Linked DNA regions of Mus musculus: region 1 is linked to region 2. The links are chromatin contacts, called in public HiChIP or PLAC-seq maps. All regions are on one chromosome and are shown on one strand. Each heading gives the region's core, a stretch centred on a gene start, on an enhancer-like site or on the middle of the called end of the contact. The rest is flanking DNA. Distances are from core to core; before and after follow the strand shown.

Region 1 (6,501 bases), core at 705-3,204, 310 kb after region 2:
GGGAGCAAGAAGAAAAACAAAAATCAAACTAGAAGAACAGGCTATGATAACTGTAGTGACTTCCAAGGTCATTCCAACTATGTAAGGGCAACACAGCCAACACATTAGGCAGTGTGAACACCATTGCAGGTGTAGACTAAGGCAAGCAGTGCAGAAGGACAAGCCTGGGCTAAATGCATTTACATAGAAATTGGAACCTGGGTGGGAACAAGCATACCTTGGAAGGTACACAGAGGTCTTCCAACAGTGGGTGTTTTCAAGGGAGACTGGGACAGGGAGGGAGCATCCTTGTTAAGTCTTTTTTTTTTTATGCCTTTTGAATTTGAACAATGTGTGCTTGCTGTTCAATCAAGTTAGGCCAGGCTGTGCACATACATCTACAACCCAGTAACACTCTGGAGGTGAAGGCAGGAAGATCAGGATTCAAGGTCAGCCCTGCTACATATCGAGTTTAAGGGCTAACCTGGACTAAGTGAGACCCTATTTCACAAAGAAACCACTCCAGGACTTCAGAGTGCCAGCGACACCCAGTGAGTGAGCCATGACAGCCGGGTATTAGGTCCGGAGGAATATGAGGCTCAGAAAGTTCAAGCCACTTGCCTAGGTCACAGGGGCATGGATGATACAGTCACGCTGTCTGGATGCCCTGGGGGGGGGGGGGGGTTTCCCTAACCTCATCTCCCTCCCCCAACCCCCAGGGATAATCTGGGAATGTGACTCCATCTGCTGGTTCCAAGTCCCCATAGCCCTCCCTCTTGAAGGCTTCCTGCAGCAAGAAGCTATGAGCAGAGACAAACAAGGGGAATGCCCCTCATCAGCACTGCTGGATAAACAGATCCCTGACTATTGCAGCGGAGCCCTGGCTCAGGCAGGCCAGAGGTTCTACAGTGTCCTAGCAAGCTGAGCAGACCCCTCTACAGCCTTAATTCACACAAAGACCAAAGAGGACCATGCAAGGACCTAGACAGGGCCATCCATGCAAACGTGCTTTAAATTATTGTTTGTTTTTTAAATATAAACAGAATCTAGAGAAATGTTTCAGCAGTGAAGAGCGCTTGCTGTTCTTTCAAATGACCCGTGTTCAGTTCCCAGCACCCTAGTCAAGTAGCTCAGCTACTTTTAACTCCTGTTCCAGGGAATTCTATGCCCTCCTGTAGCTTTTGTGGGCACCTGAAAGAACTGCACATACCCACACAAAGGCACACATATGTACACGTATTTTCTTTTTTAGTGTGAAAGATAATCATGAAGCATCAGAGAACTGGCAAGGACCTGTTCCATTTCCAGAAGTTCAGGCTAGGAGGGTGGGCGCACGGCTCAGCGGCTCAGTGTGGGTCACCCAGACCCACACAGGTCTGAAGTCCCTTCTCAGCTACTGTGTCTATTCATCAAGGACTACTCAGCCTTGACCAAGCATCTGAAGTTGCCAGGGATCTTCTCTAACCAGGTCACGGGCGGTGCAGTGGACTGAGCAACGCCTTATTACTCTTTATAAAAGGTAGCTGTGGCTTTGGATGAATAGAGAAAGACAAAGAAAGGAGAGGAGGCGGAGAACCTCCCGGGGCCAAGCTGTCCCTGCCTCTGACTGGGGTCCTGGGGTAAGGACCAGTCAGAGCTGGAAAGGGTAGGAGTCTGGGGACTGAGAACATGTCTGGCCAGCCCGTGTGCCACGATGGCTCCTGTGGACACAGGCTGGGGTCCAAGAGCGAGCCTGGCAGTAGGCTAAGACAAGTCCTCGCTGCAGAGGCAGCTGTGGCATCCGATCCGGACCCGCAAAGCCTTCTGGATCTTTCGGGCCGACCTGTCCCCACACGCGGGACCAGAGAAGAGTGTGGAGGAGAGGCCAGGCTCAGCCTCGGGAAGGGAAGACCCAGCCAAGCATGGGGGCCGCTGCACCCGCACTTACTGTCGCTGCCGCTGCTACCTCCACCAGGTCCAAGGCGCTGGGCCACTGTGACCAGAGCTCAGCCAGGCCGGGCTCCGCCCTTGTCCTCCCAGCCCCGCCCTCCTTTTCTCAGCTCACCACGCCCCGTTCAGCGCTTCCGGGTTTGCCGACTCCTCCCTCTGGCCCCGCCCCCACGCGCGCCTCTTCCTGGCCTACGGCAGTAACTGCAGGCGTCCAATTGCAAAGTGAAAAAAGTGTGGCTTTGGAACAGGTCCTGCCTGACTCCCTATTGGTATCCACCGCCTCATTCCCTAGGGTGCCCCACAGCCCCCTGCTCCCCCTCAATACTTCCAGAGCAGGATGTACCAGCAAGATGAACTTGGCCTCCCAGCCTAGGTGGAGAGCCGCAGAGAGAGCTTGAAGCTATTTGGTGGCAGTGAGCGAGGCCAGAGTGAGCAGATTTGTGTTGGAGGGGCAATCCAGATGCCACATCTGCAGAAGAGAAACTTTTGGGAGACTCTGAGATCAAAGTTCAGGAGAGAGCTGAAGATGGCTCCTGTACAGCTCCGAGTGCAGAGTGGGGGTTACGGAACCGATGTGCTTTGTTTTTGTTTTCTTTTTGAGAGAGAGAGAGAAAAGTGGGGAACCTAAGGAAACACCCAAGAGTGGCAGAAGTTTGGGCTTCCTTTCTACCCAATCCCTTACCACTGGGGGGTGACTTCCTCCGCTGCCCTGCAGGGGACGTGTAGGTGTCACCTACCACCCGCACTTGGGAGGCTCTGGGGTTTAGGCTCACCTTAGCTACATAGTGGTCAGCCCAGGTTACTTGAGACCCTGGCGGCGTTAGGGTTGGAGTATACATGCCTGCGCTGTCCTTACAGATCACCTGAGGAGAGGAGGTAAGGACAGGAGGGGAAAAGAAAGAGGCAGAGTAGGAGTTGGCTGATGTCCTGCGCTAGACCAGAGAAAACGTGGGCACAAGCAAGGCTGGTGTGGGCCAGTCCCAGAGACCAGCTGGGGACTTACTGATGCCAAAGCTTAGTAGGCTTCTTTTCATAAGTGTGAAGGGGGAAAAAATAGAATTTTCTCTACCCATCATGGTTCCTAGTTGGCAAAGGATCCCTAATATCAAACACAGAAGAAAAACAACAGGCTTTTAATAATGTGTAACACAGACACACACACACTTGCCCACTCACACACATACACATGCACACTTTTAGACACACTCACATATATGTATACATGCACCCATGCACACATGTACATATGCACACACATCAGACATGCATACCCACATACACACGTGGGTGAGGCTCAGAGAAATGAGTAAATCTCAAAACATGGCCTAAATACCAGCCTCAACTGCAAGGGGAACACGTGAGGTCTGGAATTCGGCTCTGTGGGAGAGCAGAAGCTAGCATGCTCCAAGCCGTGGGCACACTCCCTACAGGGCACAGAGGAGGCAAAGGTTACCTCAGGATCAGAAAAAGCACAGCAAACAAGAAGGTAGCCTGGGCGGTTCTCCTTGTCTCCCTGTGTCCTTTGCTGTGATAAAACCCCGGAGTAAAACTGACTTGGGACGGAAAGGGTTAATTTCATCTTAGAACTCCACTGAGGGGAATCGGAGCCAAAACTGAAGATAGGAAGCTGGAAGCAAGAATTAAAGCAGACACCAGGAAGAAACTGAGGCTTACAGGACTTGATCTCTCGGTGGTAGAAACTCAGGAGTTAGGGAACTCCTGGAGGCAGGAACTGAGACAGAAGCCGTGGAGTAAAGTTGCCCTCTGGTTTGCTTTAATACAAGCCAGGGCCACCTACAAGGCATAGCTATAAAAGTACCTTTCATTGGCCTAATGTAATTGTTGTCTCAGAGGTTTACTGCCTCTGTCTGCTAACCTAGGCCTAGTCTTGGAAGCTTCTAGCCTCTGTACAATCTTACCTAGGCCTAGAATGTTTACAGCCTCTGAGACTGCTGAATTTCAAGCTCACCCTTTCCTAGTTTTTTTTTCTGAGTTCTGGCTGTCTGGTTCAACTCAGCTATTCTGGCTCAAAGTCCTCTCTACACTGACTGACTCAATCTGGCTTTTCTAGGCTTCTCCTGAATTGCTCTGCTCAGGCTCATACTAACTTCAGCAATCTGTTCTGGTCCTTGGGCTCCCTCTCATTCTCTGGTTCCTTCTGTCTTCACCTGTGTCTGGCTTGTTTTCCCTCTGCAACCTGTCTCTGGACAACTGTCCCAGTAAGGACTGTCTTCCTCCCCTCTTCCTCTCTGCATTGCTCTCTCTTAAGTAGCCTCTCTTTTCTCTCTGTTCTTGTGAGAGTTGGGCAGATCCTATTCTGTCAAATCTTTCTCTGATTCATCACTTTGTCTGCCACTCAATAAGATATCACTTTCAAACATGGGTGCTACCTTCTCCAAACTAACTTTACCTTCATTGTTTTGGATTAAAGGTGTGTACTAAGGGCATGTCTGCATTCCAGCCAGAGGGATTAAAGGTGTGTACTAAGGGCATGTCTGCATTCCAGCCAGAGGGATTAAAGGTGTGTACTAAGGCTGAGTCACACCACAACTAGAAACAGATTTTTCCAGTAAACCACACAATCTCGGGGTTCACAGTGTGATCAAGTATCCTGCAACACACGACACTATCCCCAGTGGGTCAATCACTAGTTAAGAAAATGCCCCATAGATTTGCCTACAGACCAATCTGATGGAAGAGGGTTTTTTTCAGATGACTACAGATTGTGTCCAGTTAACAAAATACTTAGGCAGTTTTGGGGAATTCAGGTTGAGTGGGCCCATAAAAAGTATTTGGGTCCTCACTTTCCAAGACTGTAGGTCTGCCTGCTCTCCCTTTTCTGCCCTTACTGGATGTCTTAGTTTACTTTTCTGTTCCTGTGATCAAATACCATGGACAAAGCACTTTAAGGGAGAAAGGGGTTAGGCCACAATTCTATTTCCTGCCCATCTTGGCAGGGAAATCAAGGCAGCAAGAGCCAGCAGCAGCAGGTTACATTCCATCTGAAGTCAGCAGAGAGTAGTGCACGCATGTGCTCAGCTAGCTTTCTTCATCCTTATACAGTTCAAGATTTCCCTGAGTAGGGAATGGTGCCACCCATCATGGGCTGGGTCCCCCCACTTCAATCAGTGTAGTTTAAATATTGCATCACAGACATGGCTGGAGGCCCATTTGCTGTGCTTCTAACTTCTGTGTGGTTGACAATAAACAGCGTTCATTATACCTGGGATCTTTTTTTTTTTTTTTTTTTTAACTACATGGCCTTTCCCCATGACTAGCCCATGTAGAGAATGAGACTGTGGAGTGTGCAGTCCTAAATGGGATGTATATAGAACACCCTTCCCTCTGAGACTCAGGGATCACTGACAGAGTATAGAAACATGATAAAAGCCAAAGGTGGTAAATGTGGCAAGCACACAGTGTTCTGTTCTGAGGCACAACAGGGATGCTACACACATGAACCCACAGTGGTTATGATAGCAGGCTGTGGTAGTTTAAATTAGTGTGGCCCCCATAGACTCCTGTGTTTGGATGCTTGTCCAAAGAGAGTGGCACTATTAGGAGGTGTGGCTTTGGTGGAGGGGGTGTGGCCTTGTTGGAAGGGGTGTGGTCTTGTTGGAGGAGGTGTGGCTTTGTTGGAGGAGGTGTGGCCTTGTTGGAGTAAGTGTGTCACTGTGGAGGTCTTAAATGCTCAAGCCATGCTCAGTGTAAAACACATCCAGTCTCCTCCTGGTTGCCTTTGGATCAAGGTCTCCAGCACTACATCTACTCCCATGATTCCATGCTTCCCACCATGATGGACTAAACCTCTGAAGCTGTAAGGTAACCCCAGTTATATGCTTGCTTTTTAAGAGTTGCCATGGTCATGGTGACTCTTCACAGCAATAAAACCCAAATTAAGACTTAAGGCCCATGCAAACTTAAGCCAGACAAAATCCCAGCATGAAAGTAGGGCCAAGTGGGCAGGAAGTTCCACCCCTTCTGGAAGAGAAAGTGGCATTTGATAGCTAATTTAGACAATGCAAATGGAACTCCACAAGTTGAGAGAGAGAGAGAGAGAGGAACTAGGATAGCACAGCAAGTTGGGTGGACAGGGAGTTGAAGTGGAGGTGGGGGGAGCTGGGGTGGATATGATTAGAATACATTCTATAACATTCTTTAAAAATTAATAAAATTATTAAAATTTAAATTCACAAAAGAAATTGTGGATACCTTTTCAACAAAATTGGTAGGTACTTTTCTTGCTCAAAAAACCAAAATAAAATAAAAAGGACAGAATCTTCCTAGGTGGTCCAGCCTCCTGCCAGGGTGGCGGGGGTAGTGTGGGGGGGGGCTTTGAGCCGCCAGCCTTCCCTCTCCAGCCTTTCCACTCAGGTGCTGGGAGTACCTTCTTTGGAGTCAGCCTGGCCGGCTCAAGGGAGTCCATCGGGTTTTACTGGTAGATGTTGCCACCTTGAGGTCATTTTCTGCCACTGCAACGTCCCTGTTTTAACCTCATTGGTCAGATTTTTTTTTTCAGGATTCCACGGCCCCCAGATGAGGCACTTGTAATTCTAAGATTCCCACAACAACTAGTTCTAATCCAAGTCCTTT
Region 2 (6,268 bases), core at 3,506-6,005:
GCGGGAAGACCCACGCTAGACATGGGTGGCATCCCACATAAAAGGAGGTGGAAGGAGAAAGCTGCAATTTTGCCTGTTTGCCTTCACTCTTGCTGGCAAGTTCCTCTACATTAATGCTGCTGCTATTGTTGCTGCTGCTGGAGGTGGTGGTTCTTTACTGATATCAGAACCCAATATCTTCTGGCTTCCAAGTAGATTGAACACCAGGTATTCTCCATGAGTCCTCTAGACTTTCAGTACTAGGTTGGGATCCTGAGGTACCCAGCCTTGTGCACTGAGAACTTGCTTCTTGGCTTCATCACGTATAACAGCCATTACTGGGATACCCAGACCTTATCCCATAAACCAATCTAATATATTGACCTTCAATATATATTCATGCTATTGGCTCTGTTCCCCTGACTAATACAGAAGGATTTGAAAGGCAAAGAAGGAAAGGGGCACCCAGGGAGGAGAAGGACAAAAGTGACCCAGCAGCCACACATATATATGTTCTTGCCTTAGGAGAAGTTCCTGTGTAGATCCTTCACTTTGGGAGCCCTACAGAATAGCACGTGGACTGTTCAGACAGGAAGAACTACTGACTCCCCTAACCTAGCCCTTCATTCTAGAGTTTGGGCCTAGAATAGCTGAGGCCTAGGGGATCCACTGGTGATCCCTTGGGGACCAGTTGAGACCATCTTAACGTAGCCGCTGCCCTTTTCCCCAAGGACCACCCTCCCTTTCCTGGGTGGGCCAGACTCGGTACAGCTTCCAAAGAGCCTGGCTGGTCCCTAGGGCCTTCTCACTGCCTGCTCAGGCCACCAAAGCTGATGAGGGAACATTGGTGAGCCCTTTGGTGTCACCACCTAATGGCTGTGTGATGTATGTAAGCCCAGCGCCAAGTCTTTCATTTCTCAACGACATGAAGCCAAGGTGAGGTCAAGAACTCTGTGCCTTATCAGGTGGGAAGGGACCACACTAGCCCTGTCCCCAGCTTGTGCAGCCACCTCCAGTTCAGGCTTGACCACAGACAAGGACAGAGTAGGCTGTGCTGCTCTGCCAAGCTTAGGGCCCATCTCTGGCCTGTCTCACCTGCTCCTGTCATCCTTGAATCCAGCCTTGGTTAACGCTTTAACCTACAGCCCCTTTAGCTTGGGCAGACCAATGCAGGGTGGGGACAAGCTGGCAGATGTACTTGAAGCCTAGCTGGGGCTTGGAGTGAGATACTTGTATATCTGTCTATAACTACATCTGTGCCCATCTACATTATATATATGTGTGTGTGTGTGTGTGTGTGTATGTATACATATAGTATAATACAGCATTAATATATAATAATATATATAATAAATGAGTCTGTATATGTGTGTAGGTCTGTATGTATACATATATATATGTACATATGTATGTGTATACATGTGTATATAAATATGTATATATGTTTGTATGTATTATATATGTGTGTGTGCATGTGTAGAGTTATATGTATATACCTGTGTGTACATGTTTGTGTGTATAGAGACCAGAAGTCAATCTTGGGAATTCTCCCTCAGGAGCTGTCCACCTTGCTTGAGACAGGGTCTCTCACTCGGATCTGGGGCTTGCTGGTCAGGTGAGGCCAGATAGCCAGTGAGCCCCAGGGACAGATCCTCCTGTCTCCCGTCCCTGCCTTCCAGCACTGGGATTACTAGCAGGTACCATCACACTTCTATGGGGGTTTGGAGGATCAAACTCAGATCCTTCCACATTTGTGCACAGCATTTGACTGCAGAGCTGTCCTCCCAGTCCCTGTAAGTCTCTTTAGCTGTGACCACATCCCTACCAGGTAAGTACATATAACCCGTCCCCCATTGTGGCTTCTGTATGAAATGTCCTCACATTGAAGGTTTGGTCTCCAGCTGGGATGCTATCTGGGGAGGTGTGACCCAGATAAAGGAAGTAGGTCACTAGGGTGGGCGGGCCCTGGGAGCGCATTGCACCTGGCCCTGTTCCTGTGTGCATCCTTCAAGTACTCATCACACACTCCAGTTACCTCGATGTTGTGTCAAAGAGCATGAGACCAAAGGACCATGGGTTAGACCCTCTGGAACCATGAGTTGAAATAGATCCTCCCTCCCTTCTTGTTCTGTCAGGCATTTTGGTCTCTGTTATGGAAGAGCAACCTTTAGCAAGGAACAAACAGAAGCTCCAAGATGCCGAGTTACCTGCCCTCACATCCCCACTTACATCCATCTTGTGCCGTGAGGGATACAGGACCCCAGTGTGTTACCCTCAGGGCTGGATATCTAGTCACCCATGCAGTACTCTGTGCAGTCTGGCAGTCACTGCTCTGGCCCCACCCTGTGCAGCTCTGTCTGCCTGAGCATCCAATAAGCCACCTCCTTCCTCAGACTTGCTCACAGCAGCTACAAGATGTCCACTGCCGTATCAAGTGACAGATAGGCCAGGCTCACATAAGGATGTGCTCAAAGGCCTGCAGGTAGAGAACAGAATTCCCTTCCAGACACCCCTCCTCCCTCTTCCCTGCCAGTCTAGAAATGAGTATATGGGTGTCCTACAGGATACTCCTGAGGCCTCCATGTCAGGCTTCAGGATGGTGGGGAGAGGGCACAGTTGGCCACACAGGTGTCTCAGACTGTACCTGGCTACCCAGGCAATCCTGGGTTCCAGGTGAACGCTTCAACTATCCTCTAGCGCCCCCTTCTGGTACTTGTGTAGAGACCACCCCACCTTGTCTCTGCTGGGTGCTAGATTGACACAGGACATCTGTATACTAGTACATTTTACTAGAGAATCTGATGGCCTCTACAGGGACTAGAGAGGTGGCTCAGGATTTAAGGGCACTAACAAGTGCTTCATGAAGCTTGCTGCTGGGTATTCAGCATGGTGACTCACTACCTGCTGCTGTATTGACAGAGCAGAAGTCCAAGACGCCAGCCCTTTGGCAAAATGTAAGGGTTCACTCCATCAGCAAAGCCTTGGGTTCTGTACATAGCACAGGCTCTTCCAGAGGATCCAAGCTTGGTTTCCCGCATCATGTCAGGAAGCTCATGGGTAACCTATGACCCCAGTTCCAGGGAGCATGATACTATCTTCTAGCCTCTGTAGGTACCTGCACACACACACACACACACACACACACACACACACACACACACACACACACACACACACAAATATACAAATAAATATATTTTAAAAAAATATTACTGTTCTTCTCTGCTTAAAAAAACTCCAATGCCTCCTTGTTACTTGATAAACTAATCCAGGCCAATATCCTGATGTCAAGGCTAGTCACATCCCAGCTAACCTTCATTCCTGTAGCCCCATCTTCCCTGACACACCCCAAACTCTTCACATAGTGCATTACCCCATCCCTTCATTCAAAATCCTGACCATCAGGACCCACTCTTCCCTTACAGAGCCCTCGGAACATTCCCTGGTCTTGGCCAGGAGTCCTTGGTCACATCTCTCAGGGAATGCGTGGCATAATCTGGGGTCTTGAAAATCACTCATGAGCCCCCACTTCCCTCCCGGTAAAGGAAAAGCTCAGATCCCACTTGTTGCTACCTGCGGCCATGAGCAGACAGATGCTCCTGTGGCCAGTGAGGAACCCTGAAGATTAATCAGGGGTAACCTGGGGTTCATGACACACCTCAAATTCTGGTTACTTCTGTGGTGGTCTGAATATGCTTGGCCCATAGGGAGTTGTACTGTTAGGAGGCGTGGCCTTGTTGGAGGGACTGTGTCACTGTGGGGCTGGGCTCTGAATCTCTGCCCAGTGGAGGAAGAGTCAGTCTTCTCCTGTTTGCCTTGGGAACAAGATGTAGAACTCTCTCTCAGTTCCTCCTGTACCATGCTGGCCTGGATGCTGCCATGCTCCCTGCCTTGATGCTAATGGACTAAACCTCTGAACCTGTAAGCCAGCCACAGTTAAATGTTGTCCTTATAAGAGTTGCTTTGGTCATGGTATCTGTTCACAGCAATAGAAACCCTAAGACAGCTTCTAAAGACCAACCTAGTGACAGCGTGGAGATTGAATGACTCTTTGTGAGGTTCTGCGGGCAGGACACAGTGGAAATATTGGGCAGATGGAGGATAGCTAGCCTACCTGAAGGCTTATGACACTCCCGCCCCCCTCCCCTTGCTGCTCAGTAAATTCTCTATAGCCTTTCCAGTGTGCTGGATACTGTACGAGGAACCAAAGTGTCAGGTCCTCTTTGAAAGGTGACTTATCATCAGAATAGAGAGACAGCTGAGAAAGAACTAGCTAGATAGTGGAACTCAGACAGTGGCCAGAGCCCTGAGGAGATACAGCAAAGAACAGGCTGTAGGCAGGGGAGTGAGGCTGAGAGGCCTCTCTGAATGGCAGAAGGCTCTGCATTAAGGTGCCTGGTGTTGGCAGGAGAGCTAACGACTGTGTGCAGCAGGACACCCAGGCCTGGGGACTTAGGACATCTTTGTCTCCCTCACCAGGCCTTCCCCAGTCTAGAAGGAATGAAGGTGGGTCAGGATCACCTGTCTCCCTGGCCAACTCATGTCCCCTTGGCCGGCTTCTGTCCTCATGGTCAGCACCTTGTCTCTGTGATGATTGGCACTTGCCCTGTGTTTAGCACCTGCCCCTGTGGTCAGCTCCTGTCCCCGTGGTCAGTGGTCAGCACCATTCCTGTGGTCAGCTCCTGTCCCCATGGTCAGTTTGTACCCATGCCAGCACTGCCCCTGTGGTCAGCACCGCTCCAGTGGTCAGCTCCTGTCCCCATGGTCAGTGGTCAGCACCAATCCTGCGGTCAGCACCACTCCTGTGGTCAGCTCCCGTCCTTATGGTGGGTTTCTACCCATGCCAGCACTGCCCCTGTGGTCAGCACTGCTCCAGTGGCCAGCTCCTGCCCCACATGCCTTTGCTACAGGAATAGCCATGCCAGGCTGAGGTGCCAGGGCGCCCAGTTTCTGAGGCATCCCCTCAACCTCGCCCTGAACTGCTTTCCTGGGCGAGCGCATTCCACCTCTGAGCTTCGTGATTGCAGCCATGGCACTTATTTTCGTGATGGACAATGCCAACACAAGTGTAATTTTCTGCTGTGGACGGAAAGGGGAAAAAATAAATACACGTGGGGAGAAAATTCCAAAGGTTAAGACAAGGTGAGTGAGGAGCCTGGAGAGGGAGGGGGGATGTGGTCCCCAGACTGGTCCAAAACTCCAGTCTCTGCTCAGTGCATTGATGGTGGGCTGGCCCCCCCCCCCCCCCCCCCCCTTTTTTTTTTTTTTTTTTTTTTTTTTTTTGCTTTGAGCATTTCACTACAAGCCACAGATTTTTACAAGAATTTCCTATGCTTTCATTCTACCTTCCCAATAGCTCCATGGGACACCCCATTCTATAGATGAAGGAGGGAGCGGGGGGGGGGGGGACTCTGTAAGGTGAATTAGCTTGCCCAAGGTCACACAGCTGCAGTGCTGGGATATGGAAAAGGCAGCTGTAGCCTGAGCTGTTAACCATACACCTTCCTGATCCTATAGAGGTGGGTGTCCCTCGGAGCCAGGTGTCCCCTATAGGCAAGGCTCTCCTCTTGGCTCAGTGGCTCTGCCCCTGCTTGGGTGTCCTTCCAGCCTTGACTGAGAGGGGCAGCTCCTATAGCATGGGCTTGGCTTTTCCAAGATGTCACCCCTCAGCTAGCGGAGCTGGAACCTGGAAGAGGTGCCTTCCACTGACTTCCAAAGAAGATCCCCAGCTCTGTGTATGCTTGAGCTTGGTCTGTGTGGGTATCTTAGACTCAACCTGAAGGAAGGGAGGGGTATGGTGTGGTCCAACCTGACATCTCTGCTGAGGGTTGGGGCATCCATTCTGGTGAAAACAGATGTCCTCTGACCTACCCAACCCTCAGTATACAGGTCTCCCTGTGCCAGTGGGTCCAGGGCTCACAGCAAGCCTAGCACCCTAGATGTGTTCCCAGGGACTCCCCTTGCCAACAGGGAATAGATTCTCACACGTGCTCCCTGAAAGTGCCCTCGGACCCAGCTAGTACTCTCAAAGAGCCTTTCTAACTCACTTCCACTAGACGCAAGTGTCCTATCCCAGGATACCTGCCCTGCCAGCACCCTACACACACACACACACACACACACACACACACACACACACACACACACCACAGCTGTCTCCGCACCTCCCTGTAGGCCCTTGACTTGGCCTGGTCAATGCTCATCTGCAATTGTTGAGCCTTAAGCCCCACTGGTTCCCACTTGCTCACATCAGCTCTAGATGGCCATCCTCTGAGCCTCCTTCCAAATA

The links. HiChIP or PLAC-seq counts read pairs in DNA pulled down with a chosen protein or histone mark.
Region 1: a contact with region 2 is called in an H3K4me3 HiChIP or PLAC-seq map of neural tube, with 2.9 times the contacts expected there. The contact joins the promoter of Slc29a3 here to the enhancer-like site in region 2. A contact is called at or near these places in 9 of 39 promoter capture datasets (the 3T3-L1 cell line, the HPC-7 cell line, cranial neural crest and 4 more), 4 of 15 datasets of contacts at CTCF or cohesin (the NIH/3T3 cell line, embryonic stem cells, large pre-B cells and 1 more), 6 of 484 Hi-C or Micro-C datasets (bone marrow-derived macrophages, embryonic stem cells and pre-B cells), 21 of 115 datasets of contacts at active chromatin or transcription factors (the NIH/3T3 cell line, bone marrow-derived macrophages, craniofacial prominence and 14 more) and 1 of 9 other capture datasets (adipose tissue).

What each region holds. Positions count from the first base shown.
Region 1 is chr10:60,750,828-60,757,328 of GRCm38.p6, forward strand. It overlaps Slc29a3 (solute carrier family 29 (nucleoside transporters), member 3), which reads right to left and starts at 1,955. Exons shown (of 6, transcript NM_023596.3): 1 at 1,907-1,955. The coding sequence starts at 1,907.
Region 2 is chr10:60,440,621-60,446,888 of GRCm38.p6, forward strand. All of the region lies in intron 15 of Cdh23 (cadherin 23 (otocadherin)), which reads right to left. Among named protein-coding and RNA genes, the nearest start is that of Gm17455, 44 kb to the left of the region's middle. Within about 2 kb of position 4,756, at least 30 of the 459 cell types and tissues checked have an H3K27ac peak or open chromatin away from gene starts, as enhancers often do. A contact at or near this core is called in craniofacial prominence, embryonic limb bud and neural tube, where this site is marked.